Linked DNA regions of Pan troglodytes: region 1 is linked to region 2. Evidence: chromatin contacts called from public Hi-C data. All regions are on one chromosome and are shown on one strand. The core of a region is the stretch at or near the end of the contact, and the rest is flanking DNA. Distances in the headings are between cores, read along the strand shown. Region 1 has its middle 290 kb from the start of PSAT1. Region 2 has its middle 140 kb from the start of PSAT1.

The links. Hi-C and Micro-C count contacts between places; a contact is called where the count stands out from the background.
Region 1: a contact with region 2 is called in a Hi-C map of stem cell-derived neural progenitor cells, with 6 times the contacts expected there. The contact joins two enhancer-like sites. A contact is called at or near these places in 2 of 7 Hi-C or Micro-C datasets (induced pluripotent stem cells and stem cell-derived neural progenitor cells) and 1 of 1 other capture datasets (stem cell-derived neural stem cells).

What each region holds. Positions count from the first base shown.
Region 1 is chr11:69,066,197-69,073,176 of NHGRI_mPanTro3-v2.0_pri, reverse strand. No RefSeq gene overlaps it. Among named protein-coding and RNA genes, the nearest start is that of PSAT1, 290 kb to the right of the region's middle. Within about 2 kb of position 2,391, at least 2 of the 24 cell types and tissues checked have an H3K27ac peak or open chromatin away from gene starts, as enhancers often do. A contact at or near this core is called in stem cell-derived neural progenitor cells, where this site is marked.
Region 2 is chr11:68,915,356-68,922,783 of NHGRI_mPanTro3-v2.0_pri, reverse strand. No RefSeq gene overlaps it. Among named protein-coding and RNA genes, the nearest start is that of PSAT1, 140 kb to the right of the region's middle. Within about 2 kb of position 2,838, at least 13 of the 24 cell types and tissues checked have an H3K27ac peak or open chromatin away from gene starts, as enhancers often do. A contact at or near this core is called in stem cell-derived neural progenitor cells, where this site is marked.

The DNA.
Region 1 (6,980 bases), core at 1,142-3,641, 150 kb before region 2:
GACATGTAACATAAAATGGAAGGAGAATCCTATAAGCATTTTAGGAGGCCACAAAAGGTTGTAGCCAGTGAGGTTATCATCAATTTTTATTTGCTGCTGCCCCAAATATTCTACCAGATCAAGTCGATGGCAGGTATAAGGGGAAGGTTATTCCTCCCAGTAAAGGACATGGGAGCAGTGACAAGAAAGAGAAGGAAACTAATATTGGTTATGAAACTCAAGGAAAATCTGTGTTGAATTATTTATGTCTAAGTTTGAATGTTCCTTTGCTGTTTTTAGCTTTCAGAAAGTCTAAAAAGAAAGTCACAGAATTTCCTCTCTCCAGCCAAGAGGACAGCTTCTTTGAAAAGGTGGCCCTTGGAGATGAAGCCCTAGAAGCCTCAAGGTACAGCATTGGGCACAAGGTTAGTTAGGGTTGAAGTTTAGATGAGAAGTATTTCCAGGTGCACCAAAAAGTCAGCACTATCAAATTGCTCTGGGACAAGAGTAGCCAACAGAAAACTTTCTGTCATCCTGAGTAGTCCTTCCACGATGCTTCAGAGGCCATATGTCTCTCAATTTGTAAGATGGTCAGCAATTGTGTGCCATCGACCACGTTGTCTACATTTGAAATAATGAAAGAGACCAAAGTTCAAGATAGAGAGGTCAAACTGAACTTATTCAGCATCGAGGGAAGTTTTCTACTTCTTCATTAAGTGGATTGCACAGATTGGGTCTCAGCCTAACCAAGTGATGTTTCCCTGAACTGTGGAAGGTCATCATGTGCTGATGGCTTGGATTCAGCATTCGGTGAGATGAAAGAGAAGCCAAAGCTTTGTGACCATATGCATTGCTCTCAGGGACCTAAAAAGGAGATTTCCTGCCCCCATTTATTGGTGAACAACTGGATGGATGGTTGAACAAAAAAGAGCACTGTAGGTTTTCACCTCCACAGAAATCAGCTGCTGTAACTTTTGGAAGGCATAGGATATCATTCTAGAGGCTCTGACTGCAAGCCCCATGCCTACTGCAGTGAGACACTCGGCCACTATCAGTCAGGTATGCTGGAGAGCCAAAAGGAAAATAACTCTTATATTCTGGTACTCTCTATTAAGAGGAACAAATGTTGAAGGAAAATAAAATCAAGTGTATAGACACAAGAGGATAAGGAAAAAAAAGGATTCTTTATTTTTTGTCAATGTTAAAAATAAATAATTTGTTAACTATTTTTGTAAGGAACTGAGGAAAAGTTTGCAGTGGACAGAAATATATCATTAACTACTCATTCTTAACTGACTAAATATAATAAAATTGACTGTACTGTGAATGATGTCATCTCTCTCAAAATACACTAAGCTATGAAGTTGAAATCTGATAACCTTTGTTATCTTCTGAAGATTGATGCAAATCTAGCCTCTCTACTCTGGCCTTATAATTCAAGGAACTATACATTCTGACTTTCCTGCGACAGTTTTCATTTCTGCCTATTGTCTCAGCAAAATTATTAACAGCATCTTCTTTCATTTTCAAAAGTGACGTGGTGTGAACAACTATATGATCATACTACTTATAAATGGTTTCCATTCAATATACATCCTTTGTTATTTCTTAATTGGGAGGTGAAGGGAGTTTCTTTGCAAATAGGAAAAGTCTCAATATAACACCATGTATTATACAAAAGCACAAATAGGTTTAGCCTCACAACTGCACAGCAGAACAAAACATCACATGATGCTAAGATTAAGCTAACAAAATTATCCTCAATGCCTTTACCAGTGGAACTTCTCCCTCTAGCTCTCTTAGGTCACGTGGCATTTTTAAATTTGACATAATTGATGTGATCTTGTAATACGAACACCAGATTTACCGTAAAAAGAGAGAGAAGCTGCTGACAAAGCTCACATCTGTAGTGTACATGTGAACAGCACGTGCTGTTTTTTCCTGCACTTAAGTCGTCCTTTGAACATCTTCCATGTTTCAAGTTATGCCTTCAAAATTGCTCAAGACAGCTGGGCCTGTTGCCTGTTTCTTGTTAATTAATTCTTGTAGTTAGGCCTCTGCTGTTATTACCATTTGTTTATTGGCTGTTGTCATCATCATAGTATTTGTTTATCTCTCTAAATAAGCTAAATACTAAGATTCTGAAGTGAATACAAGACAGTAATATAAAGCTTGTGAAGGAAATGAAAAGAGAATATTGGATAATCATTGTAGGAAATTTTGTTCCTGACAAACTACTTACAGGCATAGATTCTCATGACAGAGCAAAGGGAAAGAGGACATTTCAAAAGGCATACTTCCTTGCCTGGATATTGGCAGGCCCTTGTTAGGGAGGTTACTGAAGGTAGAGTGACAGGTTGCAGAACACTAATTCCTTTCACTAATGTTCAGTAGGACACTCCCTCTTTTGTCCAGATGAGGTCTGCAGGGTTGCCCCACCTCCAGGGATCCCATGAGAAAGGAGTAGGTGGGGACATCCTTTAATCCTCCACCCAAGACAAAAGAGGTTCCACAATGCCACTCTCGAGTGACAGCATGCCGTGGAGACAGCCCAACACGTAGCAGAGCACTGGCTCCAAGAGTCTGCAGAGAGACTCATGCCAGAGTAGCTGTTCCAATTCTTTCTCCCCAGTGACCACTTCCACCAAACTATTATCACAGCATCTTGCTCTACTTTATCCACATGTGGTTTTCTCCCAAAGATTTGTCTTTCAAGTTTCCTTTGTAGGACAGGAAGTAGTAATGGCCCCAAACAATTACCCACTCAGTAAAAAATGGATTATGTTAGCAATGAAAAGCTTGGTTTTCATTCTTTTGATGCCAAAATGCCACCCTGATTCAAAGTCTAGTCTTTGCCTTAGTTAAGATAGTCTTTAATTAGGAGAAGGGAAGAATGAGAGAATCCACTAGAATAATGTGAGCCAAACCAGAAGTCAATCCAAGAATTAGATAAAAGCGAAATGTCACTATTGAACCTAAAAAGGAACTAGCCGTAAAAACCTCCTCATGATTTATCATTATTACCATTCATTTAGAAGCAGAAAGTCACTTTCTTTGTATGTGTATTGCTGAGGGAGCAGTCACCATGCATAGGCGACGCGCTAGACCCAGCAGATGTACTTTTTGGACATAAACTTCAAATGTTCAGTACTAATTACTCTTCAGTATGGTTTTAGCGTATTTTCTGAAATTGCTTTTATTCCAGAAAAGAGGACATAAGAGGACACGGAGGGTAGAGAAAAGAGTTGTCACTCATGCCAAATTCTTCATTTTTCTAATTTCCACAGGCACTTGTAACTTTTACCTTTTAAGGAATTTACAGATTTTGATTCTTTTACAGTACTGAAAATGTTCATCTACACATGCCATTTCTCTCAGAATAGCCATTTTCTCTTCTTTCTAAGAACTTTTATACATATGAACTCAATTTATCTTCATAACAACCTTAGAAGGTAGGCAGTGTTGTAACCTCACTTTACAAATGGAGAAAATAGAGCCAGAAAGGTTAAGTAACTTAGCTGAGATCACACTAGTTTGATTCCAGAGTCAAGCTCTTAACTGCCACACCAAGTTTAGTAGACAGGGATGGTAAAAGAGGTCTCTTGGATGTGCAACATACCAAAGGCAGCTCCAAATACAATTTGACTCAATTAAACAAACATTTATTGAGCACCTACTGTTACTGGTAGAGGGTGTTGACTGCAAGTTGTCTAGGTTCTTGGCATTTTGAACAAAGAATTGGACAAAATACACAGCAAAGCAAAGAAAGAATTAAGCAACAAAAGCGGAGATGTATAGAAAAAGAAAGTACACTCCACATGGTGGGAGCCCGCAAGCAGCAGCTCAAGGGCCCAGTTACAGAATTTTCTGGGGTTTAAATACCCTCTAGAGGTTTCCCATTGGTTACCTGGTGTACACCCTATGTAAATGAAGTAGTGGCCCACCATCAGTCTAATTGGTTGTAGGAGGGGACCAATCACAGGCTAAAGCAAAGTTACAAAGTTACACCCTATGCAAACATCTGATTAGTTGTGGCTGAAGTGAAGTTATGAAGTTACATTCCTATGCAAACAAAGACTTGGCCTGCAATCAGTCTGATTGGTTGTGGTGAGGGACGAATCAGAGGTACTTTCAATTTTTCATCTACCACTCAGAAAAGGGGGGAGGTTGCAAAGGGAGTAGCCTCTGGTCCTTTTGTTACTTGGGCGTAGAAAGTTGGGGTTTTCCTTTTGATTTAGTGCTAGGAAGTCACCGTGAATCAGCCTTAGGTTCCCTGCCTCTAGACCCTATTCTCCTGCCTCACTACTACATGCCAGACATTGTACTATGTGGCAAGATCAACCAGCTTAACTAGACAAGGGGCACTTTGGAGAGGAGAGAATGCATACATTTGAGAAAGGGAGATGCTCGGTGAGGCCCACCGAGCATCCTGAGGTCAGAAAAGAAAAGGTACAAATGAGAACAAAGTGACTGGCAAAACAACACTGCTAAAGACATCTTACTAACTCTTTTGTTAAAACCTGTTTTCCCATGATTAATGTCTTTGCTTTTTTGCTACAATATACTTATCATCTCAAATTTACCAGCATTGATATATAAGAGAGACACGGTTCAGAATTTTCCTCTGACTCACCATTAATTAAATGCATTGTTAAAATAAAACGTGTTCCTTGTGTTTCAATCAGATTCTCCTGCCTCCACAAACCCCCACTCAAATCACCTCTTTGTTTCTAGTGCCTCCTGGAGAAAGATTTTTCCCTCTCAGCCTTTACCGTTAAGTTTTGCAGACATTTATCAACTCTGTAGTTTCCAAGTCGGGATGTCTGTCACTTAACCTTCATCCTCCTTGAATTTTCGTCCTGATAGGTTTGGATTAAACCACAGACTGATAAATGAGCATGGCTTTGGCGACACAAAAGAGCAGTCATTAAGGAAACCTCTCTGAAGGTATGAATCAAAGCCAGAAATCTTTTGTTACCCACCCCCTCCCCCCAACACCCCAGTTCACAGATCGCCTGCAGTAATACATTTTTATTATTTTTATTTATTTCTTTTTTCCCTTCAGTTTCCAAATGGTTTTCATCATTTCCTGCTTGTTTTTCTAAAAGAATATAAGTATCTCCTGATGGCAGACAGTTCTGTGTTTATTGCACTAATGTGGCTAGCAAAAGCATTTTATCAATTTGAAATTTAATCCAGGATTAGGAGGCCGGGTGAATAAAGGGCGATGAAGGTTAAGTAACAGGCCCCCTGATGTGAATAGTATGTTTCACTCAAAAAGACTTAGGATAATTAGGAAGGTGATTGGATTTTTTTCCCTAAGGCAACAGTTTTTGTTAAACTGGAGCTTGTAATAGGCACATTCCTTCTATTTATTTAGCTTCCAGTCTTCCAGTTCTTCAAACCATCATTTACTTACACATGGTGTTTGGTTTCTTTTTGGTTCTGGAAGTTGCACACCATCCCTCTCTGAATTTTTTTCCTCTCCGTCAAACCAAAAGAAACTAAATAGCAAAAAAGAAACCAGGGCTTGCCAAAGACAACAGTTGTTTGGATGTGACAAGAGAACATTGGAAAAGATTTTCATGAGCCGTATAAGAAAATAGTGTAGCGTGTGTCACAGTCACACCTGTGCATGCCTGCTTGCTCAGTTGCTTTGTCCATGCCTGAAAGAAAATGCCTTTGGAGTTACAGTAATGCCTTATTCTCTGATTGATGTTAGTTATAACCCGAATGTCAGCTGCCTGAATTTGCTTGAGCTTTTAGCAGTCATCTTATTTTTTAATATTTTAGCAAGATGGTTTTCAGAGGCTGGGAAGGATAGTGGGGGCCCTGCAAAGAGGTAGGGATGGTTAATAGGTACAAAAAAAAATAGAAAGAGTAAACAAGATCTACTATTTGATAGCACAACGGGTGACTATAGTCAAGATAATCAATAATAACTTAACTTTACACTTTTAAACAAAGAATATAATTGGATTACTTGCAGCTTAATGGATAAATGCTTGAGGGGATGGATAACCCATTCTTCATTATGTGATTATTATGCATTGTATGCCTGTATCAAAACATCTCATGTACCCCATAAATATATATACCTACTATGTACCCAAAAAATTAAAAGTAAAAAAAAACTTTTTTAGAGTCATCTGCAGAATCACATAGATTATTGTATACAAGAAATCAAATAGGCACAGGTAGCCCTCGAAGGTGGTGGTGCTCCCGAGTCACTACTCTGGCCAGTGGGATGGGCCTTATTGAGGTGGATGGGGCTTTCAAGCAGTGAGAGGGTAGGGAGCCAGGTTCTTCATTTCTAAAGGCACGTGGGCTGGCGGAAGGCACTGATAGTTTATCTGCCTGGTTAGTTGCCCCTCTCCTTCCGGAACCGCCCCTCCTCCACTCCAATACAGGTCCCCTTTGGGAGCTGCCCTGTTCTTTATTTTTCAGTAAAAAAGTTTTAAAGAAAAGCTCAAAAAGAAAAAAAAAAGATTTTAGCAAATCACCATTTATATAATATGAGAAACTCACTATCTCTTGACAGTCACTGGAAGTTTGGGGATGGAGTGGAGGGCAGACTTACATTTATCCTACTCACCTCTGTTCCCCATTCCACTGAATTCCTGGCTCCACTTCACATACATGCTAACTAATCCTGTTGGCCCTTTGTTGGTCCAGCTGGCATTTGTCCCCAAAGTCTTGCTGACACAAAGCTATGTGCAGCAAAGCTTTTTCCAAATTTGGGAAGCAACAAAAGAGGATAATAAAAACCCACCACATGGGACTATGGACAAAGTTGAATGCCATAACTAGAAATCAGCCACATGAGGGCTTGGAAATAGTAAGCCACTGTGCTATATGTGTCTTCCACCTGCTTCATGCCTAACCTGGCGGTAGGGATGACATACAAGATCTCCTCTACTACATTTAACAAATAAGGAGACAAAGGAAGGAAAAAAAAAAATGACTTGTACAAGGGGGACATTTATTCGGCACACGTTTAT
Region 2 (7,428 bases), core at 1,589-4,088:
ATCTGAAATTTAACTGAGTATTTTGGTTTGTTTTTGCTGTTGATGTTTTGATAATTCTGGCAACTCTTAAGAGCCAATCAACACAGCCAAGAGAGGCGGAAGAGGGTACCTTTAGGCCAGAGCTGGGATACGCACCCACCCCACAGCAGGAAAGTAGGGTCACCTCATCTAAGCCACATGGGCTGATACGGGGAAAAGGATAGGTCCCCAAAAGAAAACCAGGTACTCCTCCAAGGAGAGGGGGGATGGATGTTTAGAAGCCAAGACAACAGATGTGCACTAGAATTGAAGTGGGTCCCTCTAAGGAAGAAGAGCATATGTTTTTGGCGGAGGTGAGGGGCCTGTGGACCAGCTGAGTGGTGAAAAGAGACAGCCTGAGCCCACTCCTCCTCAACCTTCTTTGTGTTTTTACCCACACACATTTGCCAGATTGCTTGAAAAAGGCAACAGCTGTGGAAACTGACAGTTTACAGTTGTGATAAATAGCATTAGTAAAGTATTTCAATTAAAGTGATATCTAACTAAAAAACAAGAAGGCATCTCTGAACAAATAAATTAGTCCTTCAATTTGTGGAGCCTTTGTGTGGAAGATCTCAGCCCTTACCTACTCTCCTATTGTTCTGCTTTTCTCCAGGAGAGGGCCTGCCACAGGGTGTGGGGATGCTTCATTATTTCCATTGAGGAAGGGGCGAAGACTAAGGATGCATGCAAAAACACAAAATCTGTAACTAGGCATTTATTTCATTCCCTTTGGGTATTTCTTAAGCACTAAAATCCAAACTCAGTCTCAGATTTGCTGTAATTTCCCTCATTGTGTTTCAGGAGAGAAGGCATTCAAGAGTCTCCCTGTGGGGTCCGCCTGTCCGGCCCCATCAGCGGGGTGGCCAGGCCCCACAGGGCTGTGTTCTCTTTCCCAAGCCAATTCATCTACATCTGTAACATTTTTAAAGGAACTCAGGGGCATGTCTTCCCCAGCAGATGCTTTTTCCTCGGTTTAGGGTTTAGAAAGTCATTCTCCTGCACAAAATGAATGGCCCAGAGACTCACTGAGCCCCTTGTTCTCCCAGGGTCAGGGCCAGCATAACCCCCAGACCGCAGGGGCCCAGGGCCCTACAATGGGCTCCACGCCTTCACCTCCCTTCCCTTCCCACCCCTCCTGCCCACGAAATCACATCCCCCTCTCCAAATTCTCCACTTCAGCTTAATTTTCAGTAGATCCATTACCCTGTCAGTTAGTAATTCAGGACTAATTAGGTGATTGCTTTCATTTATGGTAGCAGTTGGGAGGGGGGATGAAATGGCATTGCCCCTATTCTTGTTGGAAAAATAAATTACGCCCATTGTTACTGGAGATCTTATTTTTCCCCCAATCAAGCAAATTAGCAGCTTGGTTCATTTTCCCAGCATTCACTCCTGAGCAGACGGCAGCGCCCTGGAATGTGGCTTAGAGCTGTGTGGTCAGTGCAATTGTTTGGAGCTGTTTGTGCCAACAATGAGAGGACCCGGCTGTCTCCCAAAGGACGAGTGGCACTTGTCTTCCTTAACCCAAGGAGTTGTTGCGAGCAGCAACCAGGCCGGGCTTCTCAGGAAGACGTACACCGCCATCTAGTGGACACCGGGGATAACTGCAACGTGTTCGTTCCCTGCCTTTTCTTCTGGTCAGTGAGGACAAGCAATTATGTTTCTAGTAAGTTACTAAAAATAGGGTGGATTCTTTCAATCTCCGGGAAAGAGGAAATGTTTGCCTCAATAGCTGTAATGAAAGTGCAATTCAAGGCTTGCATAACGTCTCTTTTCTGGGTAGCTCGCCTCGGTACTGATTTTCTGGTCCAAAACAGGACTGTTGGCATGGTCTGAGTGAGGTGGGGCAGTTCTCCCGCGCTCAAGTCTAAAACAGAGGACTGAGAGTGTCAGTACCTCCAGGCAAGTGGCTCCTTTATCTCAGCAGCCTCTCCATCATCATCACCCGTGTCTCACCATAGCAAGCCTATTTCTGAAGTGCGTGAAATACAGGCGTTCAAAAGCTGGCTTGCTCACACCCAGGGGCACAGCCACTTCCCAGTGGAAGTCAGAGACCCCCCAAATCCTAATACTGGGTGCTGAGGGGGTGCTCATTCTCCACCCCCTAACAACATACGCTTTCATGTCTTTTTTCTTTCCACTCATTCTACTTACAGAAACAACACATTTGTCTCTCCCTGGTTTACAACGAGAACCATGATTTGCCTGGGGTTTGTGAACAGGAAGGATAGCAGTGGGGGAACAAATACATCGCAGTATGGGTGGGTTTCGGTCAATAGTTGTCTACCACGGGCGATTTTGCCCCCCCGCCCACCCCCCCGGAGACATTTGGAAATGTCTTGGTACATTTTAGGTTGTCACAACTTGGGAGGCCACTAAATATTGTCCAATGCCCGGGAAAGTCCCCCCACCGCAAAGAATTATTCAGCCCAAAATGTCAATCCTGCTGAGGTTGAGGAAGCCTGGTTTAGGGTAACAAAGATTGCCCTGCAGTAATGGGGTTATGATAACATTGATTGTCCTCAAATGAGCCACACTGCAGAGACTAGATAATTCATCCTCTCCCGTCAGTATTTACCACCTTTTTTCTTTTAGACTCTTCCATTTTAAACATAATTTAGCTGTCTTTTTTAATTTTTTTTGTGTGTGCCGCTGGGAAGAAAAAGGATTGAAAGAGGGGAGGGGAAGGCGACAGAAAAGGAGGATTAGAAGCATGACCTGTTTCTCCTGGAAGAGCTCGGCACATTCCTGTCTCAGATGTGCTTTGTGACCGAGCAGGGTACAATTAAAAGCACAATAATTTGCTTGTTATTCAAGTCAGGCATTAGTCCGGGTAATGGCGTGCTTGGTGGAGAGATGGATTTCCTTGTTAGGAGCTAAGCACAGGATTAGCTGAATTCTCCATGGAGAAATCTTGATTTGTTCAAGGTCTTTCATGTTTTCTACAGAGAAGGGATTATGTCTTCTTAAAGAGGGGCCTTGCTTAAAAAGCTACAAAGTATAAGAAAAGGATTTAGGGCAGAGGGGCCTGTGGTTAAGTAGCTGAGGGGTATAGGGAATTTTAGAGCAAAGGATTATTTAAAGCCATAAAGTTCAAAAAATAATTGGTTTAGCACTACTGGGTCAGCGCTGGCAAGTGCGCGGTAAAGGCAGTTAAGCATGAGCTAATATTCATTTTACTTTGACTAATTATTGCATGGGTCCAGGAGAGAGACGCGAAAGAAAACATGCCCCCTCCTTGGCAATCAGAGCGTGCCTTGTTTTTAGTTTCTTTGCCTTACAGGCACACTTATATGTTGGGATGCCCAGAATCCACGCATCACAAGGCCCTTATTACATAAAACACAGGAAAATTGTTCTCTCAAAATAGAACAGCACATGCCGTGCTATCCCAGTGACCAAGAATAAACCACTATTAGTGTTAACTCTATTGATTTCATCAGCCAGAGAGGACATGAAGTAAAACAATCCTGACTGCACCCAATGCCCCTGCCTAAGTCTAGGTGAGCAGTTCTCAGCCAGGGGCAACTCTGTTCCCCAGGGGACACTTGGCAATGTCTGGGGACATTTTTAGTTGTCACTACTGGGGAGGTGCTGCTGGCATCCAGGATGCAGAGGCCAGGGATGCTGCATAACATCCTACAATGCACAGAATAGCCCTCACCACAAAGAATTGTCTGGCCCAAAATGTCAACACTACTGAAATTGAGAAATCCTGGTCTAGACAGAGGTGATGTTTTACTTTTGGTTAGTTAAAGGATTTCAGAATTCTCCCTTCCCCACATCCATAACTGATGATTATCAGATGACCATAATTATTGTTGACTGCCACACTTTTCTTCCCCTTTTCAACACTGGGCCTTGTTACAATTCTGGAAATAAAGTGCTGTCAAGGGAAACCTGCCCTCGGTATGCCAGGGCCATCCAAGATTTGTGGTTGTGCCTCCCTACTCCTTCCACAATGGACACACACCCAAGAATAAAGCTGCCTTCTCTGCAATTTCCCCAGATTCTGAATTTTGAAGACTTTTCTTCCCTTTTCTAAGATTACTGTTCCTCCCTGCATGACAAGTGTTCAGTTAAATCATTTGTCCTGCGGCTTTAAAGGAGTTAAGAGCCCACAGCTTCAAGATATCCATTTTCTCCCTGGTGACTGATGATTCTTATCCCGAGGGAGGTGAATGCCTGGGACAGGAGCTTCTACAAACCTAGTTAAAGCCAAAGGGCTGTGAATCAGGACCATTCCAAGGCATAGCCATCAACTCTCTGGGACATCCTCAAGGATGTACTTAACCTCCATCTACAAGAGAAGATGGGGGAAGACAGAGGGTTTCAGAAGGGGAGTTAGAGGGCACCTGGAGAATTAAAGGTGGACACACTAAAACTAAACCCTACCCCTGTTGCCTTGAACAGATCAACACAGAACAGCCCCGGGTCCCACCGACCAGCCCTTCTCTGCACCCTGTCTAAGCTCATCTCTCTGCCTTGCCCTCACTCCCATTCAGTACATTCTCAGTGCAGTCGTCACCATGATCCTGAAAATCTCAAGTCCTATCATGTCACTTCCAAACTCAAAACCCCTCAAATGCTCCCATCTTGCTCCAAGTAAAAGCAAAAACCCTTCTTTTCACTCTCTCCCTTCCTTCCTTCCTCAATCTTCCCACAACACACCCCTGCTTCTCCTGGCCTCATCTTCCATTCTTCACCTACCTCACAGTCTTCTCACTTATTCTGCCCTTGCCTAGAATGTTTTTCCTCTCCATATCTTCTGGGGCTGATCCCTCAAATCTGCCCAGATGTCCCCTTCTCGTTGGAGGCACCCCATCTTCCTCCTTCATGCTTTATTTTTCCACCACACTTATCATCTTGTAATATGCTGAGAGCTTTAGTTATTTTATTTCTGAGACTTTACCCCACCCCACCCCTCACTCCCAGATTGCAAGGGCAGGATCTTTGTATACTTTGTTTTCACTAGTATAGCTAGGACTAACTATAGTGCCTGACCCCAGGGAGGCACTCAAATATTTGTTGAATAACTGAGCAAATGGACCAGGCTACTTTGTGTCAGAAGCTCTATCACGAAAGTTTCCATCCGCCTCAGTTCTGCTAGTGGACTGGGGAACAGCAAGCTAACCATGAATCCGCTCTAAAGTGTGAATGACAAAAACACTCACTGTGCCTCCTGGAGGCTTTTTTTAATTGTAGCAAAATGTACAAAACATAAAATGTACATCTTAACCTTTTTTTTTTTTTTTTTTTTTTTTTTGAGACACAGTCTTGCTCTTTTGCCCAGGCTGGAGTGCAGTGGCGCGATCTCGGCTCACCGCAAGCTCCGCCTCCCGGGTTCACGCCATTCCCCTGCCTCAGCCTCCGGAGTAGCTGGGACTACAGGCACCCGCCACCACGCCTGGCTATTTTTTTTTGTTTGTTTGTATTTTTAGTAGAGACGGGTTTCACCGTGTTAGCCAGGATGATCTCAATCTCCTGACCTCGTAATCCACCCGCCTCGGCCTCCCAAAGTGCTGGGATTACAGGCGTGAGCCACCGCGCCCGGCCTTAACCATTTTTAAATGTACAGCTCAGTAGTGCTAAGTGCATTCACATTGTTGTGCAACCCATCTTCAGAACTTTTTCATCCTGCAAAACTGAACCGCCGTACCCACTGACCAATAACTCTTTATGCCCCATCCCACCTCCCCTGCCAACCGCCTACTTTCCAAAAAATTCTGCAGAAGTGCAGCTGAAGTCACATGGAAGACTTTTAGGCATGTTCTCTGCCACCTTTGTTTTCTCCCTCTTTCTTCATATAGCCTTCCCTTTTTTACCCCCTTCCTCCAATGACATGTCTGGGGTAGGGTAAACTAAGGAAGCCACTTCTCCCTAACTTCCTACGGTAACACAAATGATGCTTCCAGCATCAAGTACCCCCAAATACTTGGAGAAAGAGTTTGCCCAATTTGGAGAAAGAAGCATTATTAAATTCCTAACTGAAGAAAAATTCCATTTGAGCCATGCTAGGATTCAGGTTCAAATTTGCATAATCACAAAGCCCATGTTCATGGACACTCTAGCCTCTTGCTTTTTTATGATATAGAAATTCTGGGAAAGGAAGGTCATCGCTGTTGTTAATTAGAAAATCATGATACTTTTGGAGTCTCAATGTTATTTATGAGATGAAAATGGACAGGCACAGTGCATTTCCAACATTAGTCCTGAAAATATTTTCGATGCTACTTTACATGAAAATAACACATAGAACACATGAAAGCAGTGCAGCTGTGACTGAAATGAGGGCAAGAGGCCCCCAACCCTGCCTGCTTGCCAATTCCCTCTTGTACCTTGACTTCTGGCCCTGCAAAGAGGTCCCACAAGGGCCATCCCTAGACCTTGCAGGATTCAGCCCAGGATTGATCTGGATGACCCTGGGCTCCCTTCCAGCTCAGTAAGTTTTTGTTTGCACAACTGTCTTTTCTAGACTCTAATTTCTTAAGAGTTCTTGACAACAGAGCCAATCACAGATCTCCATTTCACCATGGGGCTAGCATTGCCAAGAGATCACCAACATTTGTTTCATGCCTGTCCTAAGAGATTAACTGATTAAATGAGCGTGATTTAGGGGGCAATACACCACACTGGTAGTCAGGAGCTCCAACATTCTGCCATTAAATATTTGAATGACTTTCGGCAAAGAGATTTCACCTCTCCAGACCTTTAATTTCTCCTCCTCAAATAAGAGAGTTGGACTACATCAATGTTTCCTAAAGTATGGTGTTTGTACCACTATGGAAATTACACAAAAGGTGGAACAAAGATAAATGCTTTAATATTTTTCTACCAAACAAAAATACATACATAAGTAGCCCATCATCAGCCCCATGATTTGTTGGATATTATTGCTACCGCAGGGCTAAAGTGGGTGGTACCATGATGATCACATCACACACAAGCAAGGCAAGACCCCGGTGCTTGCACATGCTGTGAAGGTTTCAAACCTGCAGAAATTGTCCCTTTTTCCCAAGCTGTCCAGAAGAATCAATGACACGGATGAAATGGATTGTCAGGGTGGATTTTTATATACTGAACTTTCATGTGCATTGCTGGAAAGACCTTAACAATGCATCAAACCATCACTTCTGATGAATTGTGAAAGGACCCAGCACGGTGGCTCACACCTGTAAACCCAGCACTTTGGGAGGCCAAGGCAGGTGGATCACAAGGTCAGGAGTTCAAGACCAGCCTGGCCAAGATGGTGAAACCCAGTCTCTACTAAAAATACAAGAAATTAGCTGGGCATGGTGGCGGGCACCTGTAATCCCAGCTGCTCGGGAGGCTGAGGCAGGGAATTGCTTGAACCCAGGAGGCGGAGGTTGCAGTGAGCAGAGATGGCACCACTGCACTCCAGCCTGG